Linked DNA regions of Sus scrofa: region 1 is linked to region 2. A link is a contact called in public promoter capture Hi-C data. All regions are on one chromosome and are shown on one strand. The core of a region is the stretch at or near the end of the contact, and the rest is flanking DNA. Distances in the headings are between cores, read along the strand shown.

Region 1 (6,813 bases), core at 616-3,115, 200 kb before region 2:
AATTCACTCAGGAAAATGAGGGAAGGAGAGACCATGTAAAATAAACACATGCATTTTCAAAGTATGTGTAAGTGAAGTCTTACTAAGGTCTATGTCATCAGTAATTTGTTAATTAAAACCAGTTCAAGTACTTCAGTTTAATAATCACTCAAAAAAAAAAAACTGGGCCATGGGCAGTGTAATTGACATTTGCTTCCTTTCTGACATACATTCCTGGAAAAAAAAAAAAAAAAACTAATGGTACCAGATCAGAAATTTTGTATAACCCTGACTGACTGTCATGGTGTCATTTAAGTAAACCTTGAATTATATTCTTGACAGTCAACAGCAGTGCTTCAAAAACACAGGATTATTCAAACCACCAAGGTTAAGTGTAGTACAGTACAGAAGGTTTCAGAGTCAAACCAGGCTGGCTTAGAATTCCATTTCTGCCACTTAGAACTTTTCTGGGCTCCATAACGCCACATCATCCATAAAATGCAGCTAAGACCTACTCCACAGAGCTGTTATAAGGATTGGGATGATGCATGCAAAATTACTTATCAAGCACACTTTGTCCAGGCAAAGCCGTAACAGATGCGCAACAGATTTAAAAAAAAAAAAGTGCAACATCTGGAACCAAAAAACAGTGGAAGGTGGCAGTCTGTTTGCAAACCTCTGCCCACAGGCAGCCAAACAGGAAAACAACCTCAACAAGAAGAACATAAACTGAAGAATGTTGGGACACACACATCATACCACATGCCCTGAGAGGAAACAGCATCTTTCTCCACATCTCAACCAGCCTTAAAAATTACTTAGCCTTGGGAGTTCCCGTTGGGGTGCAGCGGAAACGAATCCGACTAGGAACCATGAGGTTGCGGGTTCGATCCCTGGCCTTGCTGTTAGATGTGGTGTGGGTCGCAGACGCTGCTCGGATCCTGCGTCGCTGTGGCTGTGGTGTAGGCCTGCAGTTGTGGCTCCGATTGGACCCCTGGCCTGGGAACCTCCACGTGCCGCGGGTGAGGCCCTAACAAGCTAAATAAATAAATTACTTAGCCTTTACTTTAGCACTGACGACCCTAACCTTACACTTGTAGGTCTCATTTTTCCTCAACCTACGTGCCACTGCGTCAATTCCAAATCTGTCTCCCTGGCGTCTAACAGCAAAAGTGAAAAACTGAGACGTTGCTGAATATAGTCCCCTGCAGTGTTCAGGTAGTTGAAACAATAATCCCCCGCCTTAGGCTTTGTCGGTATAGCCTTTCTATCCGCCCTTCAGCAGATAACTATGGCAATAACACCCTGGTTAGAGCTGTTTACCCGGGCTAAACCTCCGCTTTCCTGAGTTACTGCTGTACAGACAGGTTAGTTTCTAATCAGCCCGGACCCCAGCTGTGCTCTTCAACTGTAGATACACTTGCCTCTTCGGCGTTTCCCCCTGCAAACCACACGATGCAAACGGGAAGTTAGTGCCAAACCGAGGAGAAGAGTCCCGTACTCAGGACTGCCAGGCCATTTCTGGGCCCTTCTCAGCACTAAGGGGGACGCGAGCGCAGGCTCCCAACCAGGCGACGCAGATAGTACCTGGATGAGCCTCCGCTGAAACAGGGCGCTATGCACGCAACCGGGAACCTTCCCGGGCAGCTCCAGGGAGCCGTTCCCGCTGCGGATCCTCCAGCTTCCCCGCAAACTGAGGGTGAGCGCTGCGGCAGCGGGGCCCGCACTGCACAGTGCCAGCAGCAGGAGCAGGCGGAGGCACATGCCAGTGGCTGGCACCGCAGACACCCGCAGGGCAAGAACCCCCGCGCGGTCGAGGGCTGCGGAAGCCACGGTGCCTTCAGAAGGGCCCAGCTTCGAGGTCTCCCCGCCCTCGGCCCCGGCCACGCCCCCGGCTCTCGGCCCCGCCTCCAGGTCAGCTGAGCTGTGGGGACCGAAGCTGCTCCCCTGGATCCTCTGGCTAGTGGAGGATGCGGAAATCGCGCAGACTGGCGAGGCCGAGCATCGCGGGGGCCAGAGCCGCTGCCATCGTGCGCAGCTCCGGACTCGGACCGCTGCAGTCTGCGCCCTCAACACTGATTCCACCTGCTCTGGGGTCTGAATGGGAAGCGAGAACCGTACACGGTAATTGAGACACACAAATCTCAGGGCGCAAAGTGGCACACAGCTTTGGGGAGCTCAGAGACAGTGGTGTGCAGAGACTACAGGTAGAGAGGCTCCTCACTGCTTCAGAGGACCCAAAACCAAGACACTCCACCACTTTTCTCTCAAATTTCCCCAGACTCCCATCTGTGCTGCAGGGATCTGCCTGGCAAAGGTAACGCCCAAATCAAATCCTTCAGCTCCACGGGTTGGTCTCAGAGCAGAGGCTGTCCTTCAAAGAGTAAACGACTAGAGTTCTCTTGTGGCGCAGCGGTAAAGGATCCGGCATTGTCATTGCAGCAGCTTGGGCCGCTGCTTGGGTCACTGCTGTGGCCTGGGTTCGATCCCTGGCCCGGGAGCATACACATGCCGCAGGCTTGGCCAAACAAAAACAAAGTGTAAACAATTACTGGAGTTCCCTGGTGGCCTAGTGGTTAAGGGTCCAATGTTGTCATTCTTGCGACCTGATGTTACAGGTTTGATCCCTGGCCCGGGAACTAGCTTCTACATGCCAAAGGTGTAGCAGGAAAAAAAAGTAAGCAATTATTAAAAGTACCTAATTTGCACGGTTTTGGTGAAGGCTGAGAAAATTCATGTATAGCATGCAACATAGGGCCCAGCCCAGAGAAAGCACAGCATGCTTGCCTCATGTTAGTGGACTACAACCTCCTGATTTATAAAGCTCCATAGAAGAGGTTCCTGAGGTTCCAGAAACCTGTACTTAATGCACAGGCAAATTTAAAATCCCACTCTGGCGATATGGGATCCTTGGCCTCCTGGGAGCGCTGGGTCGCAGGTTCCATTTCTGGCCAAGCAGGCACAGGAGACGGTGTTGCCACAGCTGTGGCTTAGGTTGAAACTACGGCTGGGATCTGATACCTGGCCGGGGAACTCCATATGCCCCAGGCCAGCCAAAAATAGGTGGAAGAAAAAAAAATCCTCTGCCAATCACTAACTGTGGGACTTAGGCAAGCCACAAAATCTCTTACACCTCCATTCCCTGAACTCAAAAATAGAGACAGTACTCTTTTTTCTTTTTGTTATAAGCATAAAATTAATTAACACACTTGGGTGTTTCCTAATAATGCCAAGGTACCCAAGAAACACCACACATTTTTTTCAAGTCTCCTAGTGGCACTTGAGTGCCATTTTTGCCTTAAGATGTAACTGTGATTTGGGAAGTTAAGAGGGAATTTCATACTGCATAAAATAGACCTATTTCTTTGTTGATGTTATTTGCCTTATTTCCATGTTTGAATGGAAATCTGTGGAGTAGCTCTCATCTCAACAAATCCAAGCCTTGCTTTGCCTTGTAAATGCCTGAAATTGCCTGAATCTGTAGACACAGGACAATATTTTACCTTCACGGAGTCAGCATTTTTCACAAGCCTAGCATGTTGGTTCTAAATTTAGATTATCCAGCCCAAGCCTCCGGCTTTACACCTGAGGGGTCAGGTGACTTGACTGTCATACAGTAGCAGACAGTACCCAAACTCTCCTTGCCTGGCTCTTAGTCTCCTTGCAGCAGAGCCCACTGATATTAAGGGGGAAAGACTCTGGCTATCTCAGAGGCTTCCTCACTCTATAAGCATTTATTTATGCATTTATTTATTTATTTAAGGGCCGCACCCATGGCATATGGAGGTTCCCAGGCTAGGGGTCGAATTGGAGCTGTTGCCGCAGGCCTACGCCAGAGCCACAGCAACGCCAGATCCTCAACCCACTGAGCAAGGCCAGGGATCGAACCCGAAACCTCATGGTTCTAGTTGGATTCATTTTCACTGTGCCATGATGGGAACTCTGAGCATTTATTCTTTTGATAGGAATGGAGCTCTCGATTCACATAATATTCCCTAATTCATGGCACTAAATGGCCTGCCCTTGTCTGTTCAAAACTGTTAACAAGACTTATAGCGGCAAGAGTGACAAGGAGGTTGCAGGTTCGATCCCTGACCTTGCTCAGTGGGTTAAGGATCCAGCATTGCCGTGAGCTGTGGTGTGGGTTGCAGATGCGGCTCAGATCTGGCATGGCTGTGTTTGTGGCGCAGGCCGGAGGCTACAGCTCTGATTAGACCCCTAGCCTGAGAACCTCCATATGCTGTGAGAGCGGCTCAAGAAAAGGGAAAAAGACAAAAAAAAAAAAAAAAAAAAAAAAAAGAAATATTTTAAGGAACCTTTTTTTTTTTTTTTTTTTCTCTTTTTTGGCCACCCCATAACATATGGAGTTCCCAGGCCAGGGATCAGATCTAAACCACAGTTGTGGCCTGTGCTGCAGCTACAGCAATGCTTTAACCCACCTGGCCAACTGGGATCAAACCTGTGTCCTGATGCATGCAGAGAGGCCACCAGTCCCATTTCGCCACAGTAGGAACTCCTCAGGAATCTGCTTTTTTTAAAAAAAAAAAAATAGACACTTACCATTTCTCCTTATATTCCAGGACACAAGTATGACATCATTTGAATTACTTCACTTTGAAAACATAATTTGTTCAACTTCATAGAACATGCACCACCACGAGTGAACTGTAATGTAAGCTATAGACTTTGAGTGATAATGACCTGTCAAGATAGGTTCATCGATGATAACAAATGTACCATTCTAGTGGGGGCTCTTGATAGGGAGGCTGTGCATGTGTGGGAGCAAGAAGTATATGGGACTTCTGTATTTTCTCTTTAATTTTGTTATTCTAAAATTGCTCTTGGAGTTCCCCTGTGGTGCAGTGGGTTAAGGATCCAGCATTGTCACTGCAGTGGCTGGGGTGGCTCCTGTGGTGCTGGTTCGATCTCTGGCCCGGGAACTTCCACATGCTGTGGGCATGGCCAAAGAAAAACATAAAATACAAAAAATAAAGTTAAATTGCTCCAAAAAATAAAGTGTATATATTAAATACATATATATAACATCTATACATATATAAACATGTGTATGTCTACACATATGTATTGGAATGTGTGTGTGTGTGTGCATGTATAAAAATGTATATCACCAAGGGTCAAAGAAACAAAAGACTTTCAGTTACTGTTTTGTCATGTGAGGAACTTGGAAATCATTACCTCACCCTAAAAACAAGTAAAAAGCTAAACAAACTGAAAGTCAACAGCTTTTGTTAGATTTGTTAGAGAACTGAGGAGAGAGGGCAAAATGCTGCCTCCAAAATTCTAAGGACAGGTGGATACAGAGAATCACACCTTACCAAAGCAGAAACCCATGAGCAGAAAGCTCTGCAGAAACCACTGCCAGGGAAGGAAAATTGAAACTCTAATTGCTAAGTTACTGGAGGCTAGGTTTGGACAAATCTGAGAGCTAAAAACTATACGGGAACTCAGTTTTAATGGGTTACCCACAGTTTTGTGTTCTGTTTCCATGAGATCTACCAGTTCTCACACTGAAAATTGGAGAACCATTCCCTCATACTTCCAGCAGGGGGACAAGAAAAGAACCGTATTGAAATACATGATAGCATTCTGAAGGACTGCATTCAAGAACTTTTTTTTTCCCTTTTTGCCTCCCACCCTCCCCACTCCACAGTCTATGGAATTCCTGAGCCAGAGATTAGATCCGAGCCACAGATGTGTCCTAAGCTGCACATGTGGCAACGCCAGATCTTTAACCCACTGTGCCGTGCCAGGGATAAAACCTGCGTCCCAGTGCTCCCAAGAGGCTGCCAATCCCATTGTGCCACAGTGGGAACTCCAAGAGGAACTTTTTTTTTTTTTTTTTTTTTTTTTGCTTTTTTTAGGGCCTATGGGCATATGGAGTGTCCCAGGCTAGGGGTTAAATCGGAGCTACGGCTGCCAGCCTACATCACAGCCACAGCAACGCCAGACCTGTGCTGCTGTCTGCTACATACATAGCAGCTCACAGCCACCCGGGATCCTTAACCCACTGAGCAAGGCCAGGGATAGAACCTGCAACCTCATGGTTCCTAGTCAGATTTGTTTCTGCTGCACCACAATGGGAACTTCAAGAGGAACTATTTTATCAGAGCCTTACCTCCTGGAGTTTTATCAGAGCCTAACCCGGGAGAAGGGAAATACCCTCTTGTCTTCCTGCCCTACCTAAGAGGGTGAAAAAAATTGGAAGCACTTATGAAATTCACAGTCCCGGGTGCAAGCTCACTAAAAGATTAAGCCCTAATCATAGGTCTCTAGAAAGCTTTCCCTCTCCTCACACACTCCCACTATATCACTAAAGGCCCCCTTGCCACTGTTCTTTCACCCTATATGTCATGTATGACTTTCAACAAAAAATTACAAGGCAAAAATAGATAGAGCAAGCCCTTGAACCAGACTTAGATCTGGCAGAGATCTTGGATTTTCAGGACAAGAATTTAAAATATTAGGCTAGTACTGACCTACTACCACTATCAAACAAAGACATTACAGTAAACTAGAACTGCAGACCAGTATCTCTCCTGAACATAAATGGAAAAATCTCTAACAAAACATTAGCAAATTGAATCCAACAGTATATTAAAAGAATTATGCACCATAACCAAGTGGGATTTATTCCAGGTATGCAAGGCTGGTTCAACATTCAAAAAATCAATTAATGTAATTTATCACAATGGGTTAAAAAATAAAAATCACATTATCACATCAATAGATACAGAAAAAAAATTTGACAAATTCCAACATCCATTCATGAATTAAAAAAAAAAAAACTTTACACACTAGGAATAGAGGGAACTT
Region 2 (6,322 bases), core at 3,144-5,643:
GTTCAAATCCTAACCTCAATGTGATGGATTAGGAGACGGGCATTTTGTAGGTGATTAGCCCAGGAAGGCAGGGTACTCATGAATGGGAGTGGTGCCCTTATCAAAGAGACCTGGAGGGCTCCCCTGCCTCTTTCAGCCATCTATGAACCAGGATTTCGACTCACAGATGCTGACTCTGCTGACACCTTGATTTTGGACTTCCTAGCCTCAAGAACTGTGAGGAAAAAAAAAAATTCTGTTGTTTACAAAACACCCAAACTATGGTATTTTTTTGTTATAGCAGCCTGAACAAAGACAAATATGACTGCCTATGTTCAAAATGACTATTCTATATCTTCTCTTCACCTCTTAAACCTCTTATCCAAAGATTCTTCTTCTCTTTTATTGATCTTGCCTCATACTATTGTTACACTCATTAAAAAAAAAAAAGAGTATGAGGCAGAAACTCATCTTCTGATCACCAAATCTACCCATGTATCTGCATCTCTATACCTATACTGGCCACCTTTCTTCTCATTCCTATACATTTTATGTTCATGTTTCTAAGCCAACATTTCTACATATTTCCTGGACCTTATCCCCTCATTTTCTCAAAGACAACACTCCTAAAATATACATTTTATCTCAAATACTGTATTTCCTCCCTCTATACTGGATCATTCTCCCATTAGCCTAAAAACATACTTAAGCACCCTCATCTTTAAGAATTGTACTTTGACCTCACATGTTTTTCTATTAAGTCCATTTCTCAGTTGAAGTGAAACATCTTGAGATGTCTGCTGTGCTATATTCACTTCTTCACATCACATTTATTCTTCACTGTGCTTGTCAAGGCACATAATTACCATCTGTTGCTAAAATCTGATGATAAGATTTATTTCACCTCACCTCTCAGTATGTTTCAGTACCAGTGGCCATGCTTTGTGTCTTGGTTTTTGTTTTTTCTTTTTATGGCTGCATCTGCAGCATATGTAAGTTCCCAGGCTCAGGGTCAAATTGGAGCTGCAGCTGCCAACCTATGCCACAGCCACAGTAACACCAGATCCCAGCCACATCTGCGGCCCACACTGCAGCTTGTGACAACACCAGATCCTTAACCCACTGAGTGAGGCCAGGGATCGAACTCATTCTTCACAGTGTGAGGCCCTCAACCCAAAGTTGGATCTTTAACTGGCCAAGCCAAAACAGAAACTCCTGCTGTCTTGGCTTTTTAAGTCACCATACTTTTCCTGTTTTCTTCCTACTTCACTAGCTACTCCTCTGTCTCCTCTGCTTGCTTCTTCACCTCTGATCATTGAAATGTGCTCTATGAACATACTTTCCCCAGGTAGTTTTTTCTACGTGCTGATGCCTCTCAACTTTGAATCTTTGGTCCTGCATACAGAACTAAAGACTCAGAACTTATTTTAGATTTTATTTTATTTTAATTAATTTATTTATTTGGTCTTCTTAGGGCAGCGCCTGCAGCATATGGAGGTTCCCAGGCTTTGGGTCGAATTCCGAGCTGTAGCCACTGGCCTACGCCACAGTCACAGCAACACGGGATCCGAGCAGCGTCTTGAGACCTACACCACAGGTCATGGCAATGACAGATCCTTAACCCTCTGAGCAAGGCCCGGGATCGAACCCGCAACCCTATGGCTCCTAGTCAGATTCGTTAACCACTGAGCCACGATGGGGTACTCCTATTGTAGATTTTAATAAGCATATCAAACTTAAGGTGAACAAAAAAAAAAATACTCCCCCCTCTATACATTTCTTATCTAGTCTTTTCCATTCAGTAAATGGCACAACCATCCACTAAAGCTAAGACAAAAACCTAGGAGCTTCTCTCTTTTTCTCACCCCTATATTTAAAACATCTCCAAGTTGCTAGGGCCTGCCACCAAATATATATCACATCCATCCATGTTTACATCACTGCAGCCAAAATTGTGGTCATTCTTTCCTGGATTCCTCCAAGTGTCTTCTGCTACTAATCTTGCTTTCCACCCCTTTTAACCCATTCACCACATAACACGTGGAATGAACCTTTTTACAATAAATCAAATTATATTACTCCCTTCCAAAACACTTCCTACTGGCTTCTCATCACACTTTAAATAAATTCCAAACTTATCCCATGGGTAGATCTCCACAGTAGATTCAAAGCCCAACATGCTTTGGCCCCTACCTATCTCTCCAAACTCATCTTATACCACTTTCTCTGCATTCCAGTGATGGTGTTTTTGATGGTCTTTTAAAAAATCAAGTTCTTTCCTCTCTTGGGCTTTTACAACAGAAGTTTCCTTTACCTGCAATGCTTTGATCCCAAATATTTCCATGGTTGGCTTTTTTATATCACTGGGGTCTCAGCAGAAATGTCAGCTCTTCGGAGAGGCATTCCCTAATCAATCTAAAGTAACCCCTCCCTCAGTTCCTCTCACTTCATACTGTTTTACGTCTTCACTGCACTCACCACTATCCAAAATCTCCTTGTTCATATATCGTTTACCTGTTTATTTTCTGTCTTTGCTACAACTTAAGCTCCATGAGAACAGGGATTTTGCCCGTCTATTTTAACCACTGCATTCACAATGCCTGGCAAAACAGCAGATTCCCTAAAAATACTTGATGAGTTCCTGTCCCTGACCAAGCCACTCACCGTCTCCAACTCACAGCTGTGGGCTTACTATTGCTCGACTTAGTTCTGAGTATAGACAATACAAAAGCGAATAAGGCATGGCTCCTTAAATTCTCATCCATTTATTCTTTCAATAAATATTTTCTGAACTTATATTGTACTATCTTCCAGCCACTGCTCAATATCAGTGTTTAGTTCCCTCGTCAGTAAAATGGTGTTCTGTTAACCAACTCGATCTTACAGGGTGTATAAACAAGACGATATGAAAATATACAAAATGGGAAGTGCTATAAAAATGTTACTTTATAAATTGCTATTACTGCTCCTGCCTCTTTCCTTTTGTCTGGTACTGGGCAGGAGCTTAAGAGAGTCAACTGACAAAAGTCAACAGTATAATAAATTCTAGTACTCAAGGGAGGTAATAAATAGGAATACCCTTTCTGTAGTCACATGGTGACTAAAAAGTCGGGTGCACGAATTCTTTATCTGTGATAGTAATAGGTGTTAATTTCCCACACCTCCGTTGCACAAATAACAATACCACTGATCCCTATTAACGTTAGGGAGTGGGGTGTGACCTCTTTTGGTGCCACCCAAGCCAATCATCCCCCTCCAATACCCCATCTGATTTTTCATCGACTATAGGACACACACCGAGCGGCGTCAGTGACCAGGTTTGGGCCTGTACAACTCTTATAAGGGCTCCTGAATGATAAGCCTGACACATGGTACCTGTACAACTGTCCTCGACCCTTCGAAAGCACCAATCTAAAGCGCTTGTCCACCGTGATAAAGCTGAAAGAAATAGGCGAGGCGAGAGCCCTGTGAGGAGGCAGGTGAGCCTTCCCAGGATCAATCCTGGAACCCATCTCCAACCACCGGAGCTCACGAAGTTTCATGTGTAGATATTTACCGGTTAATATCGGCACCGGTGAATGTCTGCGGTTAATAAAACTAACTTTTCACTCAGTCTTTTCTGACCTCTTCCTTCTTCCTTGCGAATGCCGGGAAAATGAGAGAAAGAAACGGAGGAGGAAGGGAGAGACTAAAGAAGAGAGATGTGGGGTGAGGGAGGAGAGAACCCAGTCAGGGAGAGGGAGAAAAAGATCTGTGGCTGGTTCCCCAGCGCCGGGTAAAGGGGCAGATGGACGCGCCTCTGAACTAACGGAGGAAAAGGCTGCGGGACTTGGGCCCAAGGTGAGAGTACAGAAAACTGGGCCATACCTACCACTCCTTCGGCATCCTCCACGACCCCGGGCGCGGCCCTTACGCCCAGCAACCGCCGCGAAAATCTCGAGCAGCTCTGGAGCAAACGCCGCCGGACCTCGGAGCGCGCGGTGGGCAGCTCGGACGCCGGCGTCTGGGCGGGGCCGGGAGAGGGGCGTGGCCGGGCGAGGGGCGGGGCTAATAGCAACGGGGCGGAGCTGGAGGGGCGGGGCTGACGCGTTTAATTGGTCGTGGTCCGCCCCCATCTGGGAAGCTAGAGGGCACTATGGTTCACTGGGTCCGCCTGGTGTTGTTTTCAGTCTCTTCAGCCCTTTTCTTTCCGTATCTCTTCTGAATATTGATCAACTGTAGACCAATATTGTTGTAGGAGTCCAGGGATACAGTCGACCCCTGTAACGTCAAAACTCACGTCATGTTGCTCCTTAAATCGTCTTAAATTTAGTGCAGTCTTGGGAATTCCCAGGTGTGGCTCAGCAGGTTACCAACAGGGCTAGTATCCATGGGGATGCTGGTTGGATCCCTGGCCTCCCATAGTGGGTTAACATCTGGTGTTGCTGTGAGCTGTGGTGTAGGTCGCAGACGTGGCTTTCGGGGTCCATGGTGCTGTGGCTGTGGCATAGGCCTGCTGATTCAAGCCCTAGCCTGGGAACTTCCATATGCCACAGGTGTGGCCCTAATAAGCAAAAAGACAAATCAAAACAAAATTAATGCAGTCTTAACAGAGCTTGGCGTTTGGGGTCACGACTGAGTTAAAGTTTAGCACTGCCACTTTATAGCTATGGGACCACATAATCTACCCAAGCTTCGGTTTTCTTATCTGTAAAGGATGTGGTGGTGTTGTGAGACTAAAAGAACTGATGCGTGGCAAGTGTCTGGAACAGGACTTGATACAAAGTAAACACTCAATATCCTGTTATCACTATAAACCTTTTTTTTTTTTTCCCTCGCACGAAATCTTAGGTGGAACCTTTCATATGAAACAAAGGAAAGCAGAGTTGCTCTTTTAAAGATGGTCCCAGAAGCTTTGGGTTCTCATTCCCATAGGTGGTCTTCAAGTTTCCTCTAATGGAATCCCCAAGCTTGCTAAAACAGATGAAAACAACTGTTATTGGAGAAAGTCCAAACTTAGAAAGTCAAACTGACCTTTTCTATTTTTTTCTCCTGATACTCCAAACAACCTCTTCTCCTGCACACACTGTATTCCTCCTTGCCTTCATGTTTTTTCTAAAGTCATTCTATCGGGAGCGGGAGTGCTCCTTTTCTCCTTATTTATCATTTAAGATATGACTCAAATTACAACTCTTTCTTGGGTGACTGAATAAGAGATTCTTTTTTTTAATTTAATTTAATTTAATTTTATTTATTATTATTTTTTTTGGTCTTTTTTTTTTTTGCTATTTCCTTGGGGCGCTCCCGCGGCATATAGAGGTTCCCAGGCTAGGGGTCAAATTGGAGCTGTAGCCACTGGCCTACGCCAGAGCCACAGCAACACAGGATCCGAGCCGCGTCTGCGACCTACACCACAGCTCACAGCAATGCCGGATCGTTAACCCATTGAGCAAGGGCAGGGACCGAACCCGCAACCTCATGGTTCCTAGTCGGATTCATTAACCACTGCGCCACGAAGGGAACTCCAAGAGATTCTTTTTTACTGTAACCTCCTCCTACCTTCAGCATGGTGTAGACAGCTCAGAAAGGACTGAGTCATTTTCTCTCTTGTTTTAGGAAAGCTCACAGTTTTTTGTGATTACAGGGTTAAGGAAATGCTTTGTTCTCATGGTAGGTAAGGAAAAAACAAGTAGATCCCCAAGGATACTGGGAAGAAGGACCTTTGAGAGGAGTCTGACGGCCTCCAGGGCTCTGCTCTGTGCCCCATATGCAATACAGTGCTGGAGGTCAAATCCTTTCCTTTTAAGGAAAATGGAGGGCACATTAACAAACATGAGTTTTGGAATTCTGACCAGGTCAGAGGGCTTGGGCCATATTTAATTTAGAGTAGTCAACTGAAACATGTGCTATTACTTGCTCCCAAAATGGCATGAAGCAATTTCCATTTGTTAAACAGGACTAAATTATTCATATAGAACATTCATACAGAAATATGGTGTTCTGAAACATTTAAAAATAATGTCCACTGATTTAAAGACAATATGGTGCAAATGTAATAATAATCACTTGAAAAACATCTAGAGAAACATCCAAAGCCTCTTTTCTGGTAAAAAAAAAATAAAAAATAAGTTAAAATAATTAAATTGGTAATATTTGTAAATGCCATTAAAAGCAAAAACTTTTGAGGAGCAAAGAGAACCTTTTCATGAGAGCAGTTTTCACCAAGTGATATGAAAGTAGATTCAAAAATATTTTCTTTTTCTTTTTTTTTTTTTTAATCTTTTTTAGCTATTTCTTGGGCCACTCCTACGCCATGTGGAGATTCCCAGGCTAGGGGTCGAATCGGAGCTGTAGCTGCCAGCCT

The links. Promoter capture Hi-C pulls out the DNA fragments that hold promoters and counts their contacts.
Region 1: a promoter capture Hi-C map of fetal liver shows a contact between it and region 2, with 4 times the contacts expected there. The contact joins the promoter of MANBA here to the promoter of SLC9B1 in region 2. A contact is called at or near these places in 2 of 5 promoter capture datasets (fetal liver and liver), 4 of 47 Hi-C or Micro-C datasets (embryonic fibroblasts, heart right ventricle, retroperitoneal adipose tissue and 1 more) and 1 of 2 datasets of contacts at active chromatin or transcription factors (alveolar macrophages).

Annotation. Positions count from the first base shown.
Region 1 is chr8:118,246,174-118,252,986 of Sscrofa11.1, reverse strand. MANBA (beta-mannosidase) reads right to left here and starts at 1,865. Exons shown (of 18, transcript XM_003129294.6): 1 at 1,567-1,865. The coding sequence starts at 1,743.
Region 2 is chr8:118,050,162-118,056,483 of Sscrofa11.1, reverse strand. It overlaps SLC9B1 (sodium/hydrogen exchanger 9B1), which reads right to left and starts at 4,393. Exons shown (of 13, transcript XM_013989374.2): 1 at 3,851-4,393.